Regions from separate parts of the Zea mays genome. Here region 1 is linked to region 2. The links are chromatin contacts, called in public Hi-C maps. All regions are on one chromosome and are shown on one strand. Each heading gives the region's core, a stretch centred on a gene start, on an enhancer-like site or on the middle of the called end of the contact. The rest is flanking DNA. Distances are from core to core; before and after follow the strand shown.

Region 1 (6,412 bases), core at 3,274-5,773, 510 kb before region 2:
TGCATTTATCTCATTGTAGTGTGCACTTTGACTGAGCTTTTTTTTTTACTTTCATCGCATCGTTTGATGGCTCAGGCTCATGTGCGAGGTCAACAAGTGAGGAAGCATTATCGGAAAATAGTTTGGTCTGTTGGCATCGTGGAGAAAGTTATATTGCGTTGGAGGCGTAGAGGGGCTGGCTTACGTGGGTTTCGGTCTACAGAAGGTTCAGTGGAGAGCAGCAATGGCGGAACGAGTAGCAGTTCAATCCAAGATAAGCCTTCTGGGGATGATTATGATTTTCTGCAAGAAGGACGAAAACAGACTGAAGAACGGCTCCAGAAAGCTCTTGCGAGAGTGAAGTCCATGGCTCAATACCCAGAAGCAAGAGATCAGTACCATAGGATTTTGACTGTTGTGTCAAAAATGCAGGAGTCTCAGGTCTCAGATCCGCACACTGATTTATTCTTTGAAATCTTTAACTGTATTTGACCATGAACTCCTTTCCTTTCTGTCGATTTCTAATCCAAATGAGAGGTGAATACTGTATTGAAACACTGATACCGTTTTTGGCTGACAGGCTATGGAAGAAAAGATGCTGGAGGAGTCAGCAGGGATGGACTTCATGAGTGAATTCAAGGAATTGTGGGATGACGACACACCTATACCTGGTTATATTTAGTTTTCAAACCTACTTTGTTGGATTTCTCTGTAGATTGCCTCCTTTGTCTTGAGTGCTACTGAATTGATGGCGCACATAGCTGATAACCCGAAGTAGCGTTGCTGGAGCAGTGGAGCATGACCTGACATGCTTGAATTTGGACTTAGATGTAGTATTTCATTTGCCTTATGTACAGTAGAATGTTCTCTACATTTGAGGAAGCCTTGTATTTACTGTGTGAAATCGGTGTAAAGAGTTTGACATTAGAGATCTTACCAGATGACTTAACGGTTGCATGTGTGGCGTGCAGTCCAGAAGTTAGGAATTTGACCCGTCGTGGCTTTCTGAACCGATCAAAGGCTGTGGCCGTGCTCATCATCTACTACCACCATCGCCTCGGCCAGAACCACGCCGCTCGCCTAGCTAGCTGGGGTTTGAATGACTTTCGACGCCATGGACTCCCTTCGGCTCTAGGAGCCATCCTCTTGCTCTTCTCTGCGTCTGCATGTTAACAGCACTAGCCTCTTGAACTCAACTAATAACAGCAAGGTACTAGAATGGAAGAGAATCTGGGTACAAGAGAGATAAAGCTGGGGAAGATGAACAGACTAGAGAATGGAGGAAGATGAACAGACTAGAGAACAGAGGAAGATGAACAGTAAAGAGGTTCTCTGTTGATTCCTTGATATCCATCGCCTGTGCAGCTTCTCCATTTTATAGCACAGAATACCCCCACTTGCCTCCTTTCAAGGGCCCACATGACAGTGTACTGACATTCCCCAACGCTTAAAATGCGGCTTGCCCCCAAGCCGCTGACCCTTATCGTCAAGTTGCCGGAGGCCCTGCACAAATCCAATCGCTCAACTCCATAGGTGGAGGCCATGGTTGCTTAATTCCACTCATGAGACTAGCTCTTGCAGCTTCCTCAAGATTCTCGGGAAAGCCAAAAACAGCACCACTATTAATGGATTTGAAGAGCTGAACCTTCTGTGCGTCTCTCTGCTCCAAAATGCTATAGGTGACAGTATTTCTCCTGGCCGTCTCGACGTGCACATCGGGGCCGCGGAATGAGCCGCCTGGCTTGGCGAAGATGTTGTCGTACTTGTCGACGTTGAGCACCTTGTGGCCGCCCATCTTGACCCACAGGCGCTCGCCGGCCTGTTCTAGCTTAACCACTGTTTCCATGCTCGTCGTCCATGCTGCCATTGTCATCCCCTCACCAATGCGATCGTCAGCCTCGTTCTCAACGATGGACAACCGTCGCACTTCGGAAAGATTATTCGCTGCTGACTCAGTGCAGAAGTTCTCATGGTCATACACGTCCTTCGCGAAGGAGCAGATCATGATGGGCATCCTGGCTCCCGCGGCTCCATTGCTTCCGACCGTGAGACGGAGCAGGCCTCTTCCGACCAGCTCGTCGAAGCAACGCTCCGCGGCCTCTGTCAGCTGCACCTTCGTCCTCGCATCTCCACCTTCTTCAGCGTGGGAAAAGTAGCCCAGGAACATGTCGTGTTCTATGACGCCGGTGATCTGAAGCAGACGATCACTGATGCCGCGCAGGTCGCCGCGGATGCCGTCCTCGACGATGTAGTTGTCGTTGTCGGTGATGATGTACTGTTTCGAGTCTTCTTTCCCGTTGGCGGCGGCGGCGGGAACAGACCTCCGCCTGGTGTGGGATCCAGGCAAGCCGTCGAAGAGGCCGCAGATGAGTCCCAGCGCGTGGAGCGCGTCGAAGGGGATGACCTCGATGGGGTTGGCGCCCATGCAGCCGAGGCGCGACACGAGCTTGGACGCGTCGACGATGACGATGAAGTGAGCGCCAACGCCCACGATCATCTTCTCGCGGAACAGCGAGCCGCCGCGGCCCTTGACGATGGAGACGATGAATTCGGCCCTCTTTCCACTGGTCTTCAGTGAAGCGGCCGTGTTGTGGCCGTAGTTGGTGCCGCGGTTGAGGACCCTCATCGAACACTTGGTGAGCGTGTCGAAGGGTACATCCTCCTCAATGCTTGAGGTAGTTGGTGCTGCACGGCGCGCTCGCAGATCGCCTGGCGCTCGTCCTGCCAGAACTGCGCCACGAAGTAGCAGATGTAGGGGAAAGGGATGTCGGCGACCACCCACCCCTCGAGGATGCCCAGGGTGAGCAGCTCCATCCGCGGAACGGACGCACGGTTGAACGTGAACTCGCACGTGTCCAACGGAAACTGCGACAACTCCGGAGCAGAGTGCTCCTCCAGCGTGTCCGCCAGCGACAAGCTCGCCACGGTGAGTAGCTGCAAACCCCATGCATGCTCCATCTGAACCCATCATCACCAGGGACGAAGTGGATCGACATAGGCGCCATGGCTGCTGGGTTGCGACCTCTGCTCCGGTCTCATCTCTAGGAAGTTCGTGCGTCGCCACAGCCTCCACCTTGTCGGCAATGGCACCGCCCGATTCCTGCTCGACACCTCCTTCTTCGTCCAGAGTTTGGCGTCGGCGGTGGTCGACGGACGCCATCAACCTATTGTCGGGTGCAGGGGCCCTGTTGGTGGCCTCACAGGTGGGCGTGAGGTAGGATTGCTCGGATCTGTCGTCGGAGGAGGAATTGCGTCCCCTTGCGGGCCGCTCGTTGCAACGGCCAGCAAGCGCTCTAGCACCGGCTCCCGCCATGGCCTCGTCGCGGTACGATTCGTAGACGATGGAAGGATGCGACGGAGGGTTCGCCACGTCGCGGAACGGCTCGTCCACCTCCTCAGCTTGCGGCTGCAGCAGCTTGGCGAAGCGCCAGTCGAGTCGAGCCTCGGCCGCGTCGCGGTACGACTCGTAGACGATGGAAGGATGCGACGGAGGGTTCGCCACGTCGCGGAACGGCTCGTCCACCTCCTCAGCTTGCGGCTGCGGCAGCTTGGCGAAGCGCCAGTCGAGTCGAGCCTCGGCCGCGTCGGCGAGCAGCACCGCCGCCGCGTCGACGGTGGAGGAAGTGTATGGACCGTAGTAGTCGCCACGGTTGGAAACGTAGTAGTCGCTGCGGTTGAGGACTCTCATCAAACACTTGGCGGGCGTGTCGACAGGTACCTCCTCCTCCTCCACTAGATCTGGGACAGCGCCCACGTCACCAAGCGCGCCTACGGCCGTATCGCCAAAAACTGGCTCTACGGGCCCTTCGCCGGTGTTGATGAAGAAGCTGTCGGCGTCCGCATCGTGTGGTGCGTCGGGGTCGGTGGAGGATGGACCGTACCAGTGGTCGGCGAACTCGGTGTTGACATTCGCGACCTCGCCATCAAATAATCCTCCCCAGTCGTCGGCGATGACGGATGGCGCTGTGCAGTACCGCTCGCCGTCATCGAAGCATCCGCCCCAGTTGTCGGCGATGACGACGGCCCCAACGGCCGCAGCCCGGGTGGACGGCGCGCGGGCAGATGCGTCGGAGGAGGGGTGGTTGACGCTGGGCGGGGTGGGCGGTTGGTCGATGTACGCGGCAGACGAGAAGCGTCGGTCCCAGCGAGTCTCCCACTCGTCGAACCTCCTATTAAACTCGTCGAGGATGAGCTTGACGTTGAGAGTCATGGCGTTGGCAAATTGAAGTCGAGGATCGAACGCCTCTGATACCACTTGTTAACAGCACTAGCCTCTTGAACTCAACTAATAACAGCAAGGTACTAGAATGGAAGAGAATCTGGGTACAAGAGAGATAAAGCTGGGGAAGATGAACAGACTAGAGAATGGAGGAAGATGAACAGACTAGAGAACAGAGGAAGATGAACAGTAAAGAGGTTCTCTGTTGATTCCTTGATATCCATCGCCTGTGCAGCTTCTCCATTTTATAGCACAGAATACCCCCACTTGCCTCCTTTCAAGGGCCCACATGACAGTGTACTGACACTGCATGCCACGGTTCTCGATTTATGAGTCAGGCTAGTTTGGGAATCACAAAATGGTTCTCGATTTATGAGTCGGGCTAGTTTGGAAACCACAAAATCGAAGTAAATTAGAGGCTAAAATTTTCTTATTGAAAATTAAATAAGGAGATTTTAGTCTCTCTAATCCCTTCTAATTTACGGGCGTCTAAACTAGTCCTTCATGTGGTTGTGGCAGAAGGAGTGGAGGAGAAGCTGCTGGAGTTGCCTTGAGTGTGCAGCCGGCCGCGGCACGACCGTAGTGTCCTCTACTGCCATGGTGATTAGATGGACTGAGAAACGGGAGCACGACATGTTAGGGCTGATTGTGTGGATATGGCTTAGGTTGTGTTTGGATCCACCCTAGTCTTTTAAAAATTGGTTTCTATATTTGGTTTCTAAAAACTACCTTTTGACAAAAACTAGCAGAAGGTGTTTGGATCACCTAGTTTCTTAAAAACTGGTTTTAGCTGGGGAGACCAGCTTCTTGGTTTTTAAGAAACTGATAAACTAGTTTTTAGAAACTAAATAAAAAACTGACCTATTTGGAGACCTTTCAGCTTTTAAAAACCAGTTTCTAAGAAACTAGGTGGATCCAAACAGGGCCTTAGTAGATTGAGGCCTTGTTCGTTTGTGCCGGATTGGTGGGTCGGAACAATTCCTAACCGGATCGCTTCTCTAATTTATATAAACTTTGATTAACTGGAACGGTTCCGGTGCAATCGGACACAAACAAACGAGGCCTGAGTAAGGATTAAGAAAAAGGTTTGGGAGGGATTAATGGATTGTATTGGGCTGGATTAAGCCCTAATCCTAGATTCACTCGTGGGCCTTATTAGACACTATAAATCTTGTATCCGAATAACAGAAAAGGGAATCGAATCATTAAAAGGATTAGCCACATACCTGTGTTCTTCCTCACCTCTGATGAGGTTTACCTGAGTAGATCCACCTAGATCAGGAGAAGAGAGCTCACACCTCGGTTGGTGATACCGTGGGCCAAGGGCCATAACAAGTAGTATCAAAGTCTTTGATCCCTGGAAGTCATCAAGACGATGCCAAATTTCAAACCATCTGCTCAAACCCGGTTAATGCTGGAGGCAATGGTGTCTATAGAGCAGCGAGGGGAGGAGAAGTGGGAGCAGATGATGAAGGTGCTGGACCATTTGGGGAAGAAGTTGGAAGGGGTGGAAGCTGGTCAACAATGTCTGGAAGGTCAAGCTGAACTTGCAGCAACGGTGGCAAAAAAGGCAGAGGAGGAACACACCATCCTGGCCAGCCAGATAGAGGAACCTGGTAAGGTGGTGGCGCGTTTATAGTTGGAGGTGATGGCTAGAGAGTTGGAAGAAATAGGCTCTAGGTCATTAGGAGGGGCCTGATCAGGGTGATCAAAAAGAGGAGAAAGAAGAGCAAATTCCAACTGGTTCAGAGATGTTGGAGATCAGGGTGCAGGAGGACATGGATAACCAGCACAACCCAAGTACTCTTTCCCCAAGTTCCAAGGGCGGATCCTAGAATTTGGTTAGAGAAATGTCAAGACTACTTCACCATCTACCAAGTTGTTAAGGCAGTTTGGGCAATATCTGCAGCCATGTACATGGAAGGCAATGTTGTGATGTGGCTACAAGTGCACAAGATGAAGCATGGATTGGGAAATTGGATGCAATTCTCTAGAGATGTCAATGCAAAATTTGGGGTGGAGGAGTATTCCCAAGTCGTGAGGCATCTCTTGAATTTATATCAGAATAATTAAGTGGAGGAGTATTCCTAGGAGTTTGAGGAAGCTAGGTATGCTACATCCATGCACAACCCTTAGTTGGATGATATCTTCTTTGTATCTCAATGGAAGGGGTTGAAGGGAGAGGTGCAGAGTCCAATCATGACTCATATGCCT
Region 2 (6,686 bases), core at 1,853-4,352:
TAGTGTCGTCCTCTCGATGGGAGTAAGGGGGTAGGGCTAATAGTTAGCGGCAAAATTAGTTGAGACATCCAAACACCTAGCTAATAGTTCAACTATTAGCTATTTTTAGTAAATTAGTTAATAGTTAGTTAGCTATTTGTTAGCTAGCTAATTCCACTAACAATTTTTAGCCAACTAACTATTAGTTCTAGTGCATTCAAACACCCCCTAAGAGTCTCGTTGTTTACACTGGCTGGGGCAATAGCCCTCAGAAGAATGGCCATAGTTTCTTCTGGGTGGTTGTTTGTGTTTTTCCTGTCCTTCATGTTTTTCCTTTCTTTATATGGCTGCCAAAATGGCGCCTTGTGTTCGGTCTACTTTGGACCTTTCTCTTTCTTCTTAGTTCTTAATATAATTAATGTGTAGTTCTCCTACGTATTCGAGAAAAAATAGTAGAACACTATGATGGAGCATGCATACAATGCCTGCCAAGTATTGCCCTGTTTTCTAAGCAATAATATTCCAAAATGTCAGGTTATGCCTGGCCTAGCTTACAAAATTTGTTCCGCCATATCATATTGTAACATATATGCCTCTAAGCAATACTTTTTCATTTCTTAATGATACTAGAAAAGCGAAAGGGCCTCCAACTAAGTTGGCTAGGTGGATCTAGTAGCACTCCTAAGGTCCTAGGTTCAACTCCAAGTGGGAGCTAAATTTCAGACTAAGCCAATCCTGGTCATGCATATTCTCACATGGGTGATGACACCATGTATCTGATGTCCTAACGGAGAAGTTTGTATGATTCCAAGGAAATGAGCCCACGGAAGAGAGATGCTCAGGACCGCATATACAAGATAAGGTAGAGCAATTTTGTGATCTGGCTCCTTACTTTTCTAAGAATTCCTAGAAACTTCCTTACTACTGATTGCTTATATTCTGCCCCATAGAAGTTATATTTTCTCACACGATACTAACAGATATACTTTTGTTTGTTGTTTTTGATCTCATATCCTCCTATCTGGCACTATAGCAATAAGAATTACACACATGATGGTGCTTATTTCATATAGTTAGTCACTTACATATACAATAGTATATACTGGCGTAAATGCCTAGGAAACACCTAGGCACGTCTAAGCTCTATGTGGAGGGTCACCACCTAGAGAGCACCTAGTGCCTTTTGTAATTGTAATCTTTAATAAAATATAAATTAGTGTGAACAATACCTATAGAAGTTTTAAGTTCTGAACTCTGAAATACAACAGATAAGGAACCAAAGATTTCATCTTGTTTGCCTGTGCCACACCACTGGTTAACAATTATAGTTGCCATTTGAATGCAAAAAAGTAAATACCTCATGTTCCGGTAGCATGATTATATGCAGCTTACAGCTAAAGAGGGAAAGGGCCTTTTGCACAAATCCATAAGGAGGGCAATGGTTTCTTTGAAATAGAATGGAATCATAAGAGGTATTTATTTCAATTGGATGTAGTGTTTTTGCTTTACTTTTGGGCAGTTATTGCTTCTCAAGTCTGCTTTGTAGTTGCATGTAATTTAAAAGATCATGTGATCTTGAAGACCACTATTTCCATTTCTTACACTGTTTCGCAGTACACAGACAAGATGAATCATGTGCAGCTGCAGTTTAGAAAATACACAGCAGTTGAGTTTCATGCTATGTTACTTTATAATGTTCAAAGACAAAAGTAACTGTCCTTCGAAAAGAATAAAGTGACATATTCCCTGGTATAAATACAAAAAAAGATAACAATTATCTCCTGCTAGAATGACAGCAGTTATACAGGTTAAGACACATACCACCGTGGTATTGCCTGGGGCAAACTAACGTATTCACTCTAATTCAGAAAACCTTCTCTAGCTACAAATATAACACGACGTATGAATGTCAGTCTGGGGTAGTCAACAACTCAACATCATTTCTATATTGTCCACTATGACATCAATAACATCAAAGTTTGGACAACAAAGATTGAGTATTTCTAATTTTTTATTCGAGTTCAGTGATGACTGCTTCCCTAGACACCAGAGAAACATGCATTCCTATAAACAAGATTGGTTCATCTATAATATATAATTTATTTATTTATTTCAGAGTGCAGAGATCTAAAGACGACTCACTGTTCTGATTCATTAATTGGCAGCACCATCAAACATAAGGAGTATGGCCAGATCTAGATCCAATGTCCAACAATGTACTACTGAGTATTGAGTACAGAGAATCATAAACTACTCCATGTCCCGATCAAGAAGTCCACGGTCTACGAACAGTGGTCGGAGCGAGCACCTAACATCCTAGATCTCGCTTGACTATTCATCACCACCAAAATATTAAAAGCCAATGGATCCATAGATTGCACACTCATGTCCATTTAGCTAGCATGTATTAAGCGCACGTCTGCGAGATCCCCTAGCGCAACTAGACATTTCGTATCAGAACCAGATATTCGTCAAAATGAGAGAGAAAGAAAAAGAAAACACAAGTGGATCTAACTAGAACAAATCTGTTGTGGAATCGAACAAGTTACACGTGCAATGTTGTCATGGACGAGGAGGACGAGCGCTAACCTTCTGCACAAACCAACACTAAACATGCAGCCGACTTTGTAGTTTAAGGACGTACGAGGCTCGACGCCATTCTCACACGCCCAGAGCAGTAAAGCGCATCCAAACAACACTCCGTTGAACCAAACAGTATGTACACAGCCAGATCCAGAAGGGGAGGGGGGAAGTTTATTCGAATTCAGCAAGCATATCAGTAGCATAGCAAAGCCATACGAGAGGGAGGGAACGGTGAGGCGTCGAACCGGCAATGTAGGTGGATGCGGGGGTCTCGAAGCCCGCGCGGCAGTTGTCGCACCAGACGCGGCCGCGCACGACGAAGCTCGCCTGGAGCGGGCGGAGGTCGCGAGACGCGGAGGACGGCGCCGCTGCAAGCAGAGCCGCCGCGAGCAGCGACACCACGAGCAGGAGGGACGGGCGGAGGGATGACATTGCCTTCGCCGCCGTCACCGACACGAGTGGCTCTGCGGCTGAGAGAGCGAGAGCGGGGAAGGATGCGAATGCGTGGGATGACGGCCTGCGGGCGGTGCGTGTGAAGCGTGAAGAGGAATAATGGTCGCCCCGAGTCCGCGTGGTGGGGCAGCGTGGAATTATGTCGGCATGTGGAGGGCGGTGTGCGCGCACCGCACGGTGAGTCGGTGACAGCCATATTAACAAAAAAAAAAATCCAACGCATTTTCTCTTCATTAATTGTGTAGAAGTAGCATTTGATTGGTTGGGAGGTTAACGAGACCTAACACATTGATCACATTTCGTACTTCACCATGGCTGAAGGCAATGCACTAGTAGACGTGGAAACGGATCGAATACGCACGGATACGAATTTGAATGTTACAGTTTACTATATTTTAGTACGGATTCGAATACAAATTCGAATATCTTCGGATGCGAATACAAAACGGATAGTCAAATCCGAATTCTTATTCGGATATTTACTCAATTCAACTCAAACAACATACCATAAAATTTAACATATGTATATGTGGATTTTTATTTAAGTACAAGTTTATAGATAGTCAAAACAAACTTAAATTAAAATAGATTTCTTATGATACTCCATATCCAAGTTAACAAAACTATATAAATAATATTTTTAAACTATCGAATCATGTAACAAAAGGTAAACAACAACACGCGATATTTAATAAGTGACATTTGTACAAATACAAGTAAACTAAAATTGATATCAAATGTGTGTACCAAAACTTAAATGAAAACATGAAGAAATTTATCTATATATTGTAAAGTGGAGAGTTACAGTTGAATGTTTATGGAACTTCGTTGAGATGTGTTCTCTAAGATAAAGTGGAGAGTTATAATTGAATGTTTATAAAATATATTGAATTTTATTATTGAATATCGCTAGAAATATAAGGTTGATATATTTAGTTATTTATCATACAAATATTTTTAAAATATTTTAAATGATATATATCATTTTTCTAGTATATTATTAAACTTAAAATCATTTGTAATTGGTAATTAGTGATAAAGTTAAGTTTTAAATGATTTCATGAACATATTTTTTCACGAATACAGATAGTATAGGATGTTTCATGGTTTTTTTAATACGAATATGGAATCTGATAGAGAAAAGTACTATAAATCGAATTCAGATACATCGATTTGATATCTGTATTGAAATCGAATACGGATACGGATATCCATATTAGTAGTTTTAGTAAATATAAATATGAATACAGATAATTCGGATTTCTAGACATCCATTTCCAGCCCTATGCACCAGCCAATCACATCGATCGAGCGTCCACACGATATCAGATAGAGTAAATGTTATATTTGGTGCATGAGCTACACACTCTATAATTTAGAGGAGGGTGTAGCGTACGTTGTTGGAGCAAAAAACGAGACCACCAAACGGTTTACAGTTTGTTGCTGGACATAGTCTAAGGCTGTTTTCAGCAACGTCCCCTAAATTTGATCCCCTAAAGGAATATTTTTTGTCCTTTACAGCACTCTCTAAAATATTATGTACTCTATATCTTCTTCATCTCCAGCAATATCCCCTAAATTTCATCCTCTATATCAACAGTGTACTAGATTTGACATTCTATATTATTTTTTACTACTCGTCACCACGTGACCGTACAGACACAAAAAGGTGTACAGTGTATAGAGCACCCTCTATAGATAGGGGACGCATGCCATCCTCTAAATTTTAGAGGACGCTTTAGAGTTCCTTGCTGGAGGGATAAAGGACCTGACCGTCCTCTATATTTAGAGTACAAAACCTTTACAGTCTCCTGCTGGAGACAGCCTAAGACCGGCTCCAGCAAGATATTTTAAAAGCTCCTCTACCCTAAATATAAATGATTAAATGTTCTCCTACACTCTCCAGCAGCGTTCTCTAAATGGTCCTCTAAATTTAGAGAACGCGGCTAGTTTCTCTATATATAAAGTTTCTCTAAACGATCCTCTATCCATTTGAATACTTTAAATAACCGGTTTAGCAAAACTAAAATATGTACAATACATTTAAGAGTATGACAAATACGTATGTACAAAAATAAAAAAATAAAAATGTCTCTAATATAGGTATTTGTGTATAGAGGACGTGATTTACAAGATGTTGTTAAAGAGGAAGAAGATAGAGATGATGAGATCTTTTAGAGAAGACTGTAAAGGACGGATATAAAGTATGAATATAGAGGACGTTGCTGGAGACAACCTAATACTCTCTTTCCCTCCAAGTCTGATCGGCCACTATATTTCCATTCACGATGGTTCTCGTGACCTCCACACTATGCGTTTGTCGCTTTGTTTAGCACTACCTCCGTTCACAAATATATGACACCGTTAACTTTTTTTCAAAAACTTTGACCACTCGTCTTATTCAAAATATTTATTCAAAACTATAAAATTTTAACAAACTGTATTAAGTGATAAAGAAAATCATAAAAAAAATAAATGATAACTCATTATTTTTTTGAATAAGACGAGTGGTGAAAGTTTTTAAAAAAGTCAACGATGTGATATATTTATGAACGGATGGAGTATTCATGAGTGCCAACGTATGTTATATTTATTTTTCTATTTAAAAGGAATCAAGCAAATTCTTAGATGACCTTGTCACCTATGTAAAAGATAACAATGTTTTTTGTTTGGATTTTTTGTGACGTACTTTTGTGCGATTTGTTTGTTTATTTACAACAATAAAATAATAACAAGTTAAAAAGTTACCCATTATTTGGTGCAAAACAATTATTTCTGTTAAAGTAAAAGAAAAGGTGAGAAGTAAAAGAAAAAGTGAGAAGAATATATAGTTATGTTAGTCGAAGGAAAATAATATTATATGATTGTGGTGGAGTATAGAGAGGTGATATAGAGAAAACTGATGTGGGTAGTAAAATAGAGGGAGAAATCTGGATGATATGACCGAAAATTAGGATATATGAAGAGAAATTTAGAGGAACTACTATGGATAGCCTGAGGGAACGCCATAGAGAATCTAGCGCTATCATGCTAGCATGCTATCTCGCAGCGAGCAGCTGCTAGTATTCCTTCATAGGATAGAAGAATCATCTGAAGGCTCTATACTATTAACATGTCATTAAGAGCCAACAATAAAATCCATACATTTAATAAGCTTATTCTTAGATAACTCTAAGTCAATCTCTAGCAGATCCCTAATTCCATCCCCTATCTCATCCCCTATTTTAAAGTTCACTCTACAAAAAGTGTCAAACAGTGTCATCTACAGTTTCACGTCCCCTATTTTATATTATCCGCTAGAGACAGTCTAAGTTGATTAAATTAAAGCTGAAAATATTTAATATTTAGAGAGAGGAATCATTTGGATTGGCTGGAAAAGAAAGAGTCAACCTTAATTCCTGCAACGGGCTCTTTCACCTCGTAGAATATGTTTGTTGGGGACCTTTTCTCTTTCGAAGGTCATCAAAACACTAACTCAGCATTTATTCTTTAGCTTGTTTTAAGTGTAACAAAACAATTGCTGAAGGACACCTTTAGCTAAGGCTATTGTACAAACATCGCACCGAAGACGAAGTTACCACTAACAATGTATATGCATGACAGATGAGCGGGCTGTTGGAGCGGAGGTCGAACACAACCTTGATCTGTCTAACCCGGCTACGACCAGACGT

The links. Hi-C and Micro-C count contacts between places; a contact is called where the count stands out from the background.
Region 1: a Hi-C map of leaf shows a contact between it and region 2, with 4 times the contacts expected there. The contact joins the promoter of LOC103639093 here to the promoter of LOC100280588 in region 2. A contact is called at or near these places in 12 of 25 Hi-C or Micro-C datasets (bundle sheath, ear, endosperm and 5 more) and 1 of 3 datasets of contacts at active chromatin or transcription factors (leaf).

The regions. Positions count from the first base shown.
Region 1 is chr1:142,186,251-142,192,662 of Zm-B73-REFERENCE-NAM-5.0, reverse strand. It overlaps LOC103639093, which reads right to left and starts at 4,523. Exons shown (of 1, transcript XM_008661897.4): 1 at 1,159-4,523. The coding sequence starts at 4,189. The coding sequence ends at 1,466. It overlaps LOC100501241 (calmodulin-binding transcription activator 3), which reads left to right. Exons shown (of 13, transcript XM_008661880.3): 12 at 76-420; 13 at 560-949. The coding sequence ends at 661.
Region 2 is chr1:141,677,627-141,684,312 of Zm-B73-REFERENCE-NAM-5.0, reverse strand. LOC100280588 reads right to left here and starts at 3,102. Exons shown (of 2, transcript NM_001153507.1): 1 at 2,808-3,102. The coding sequence starts at 2,994.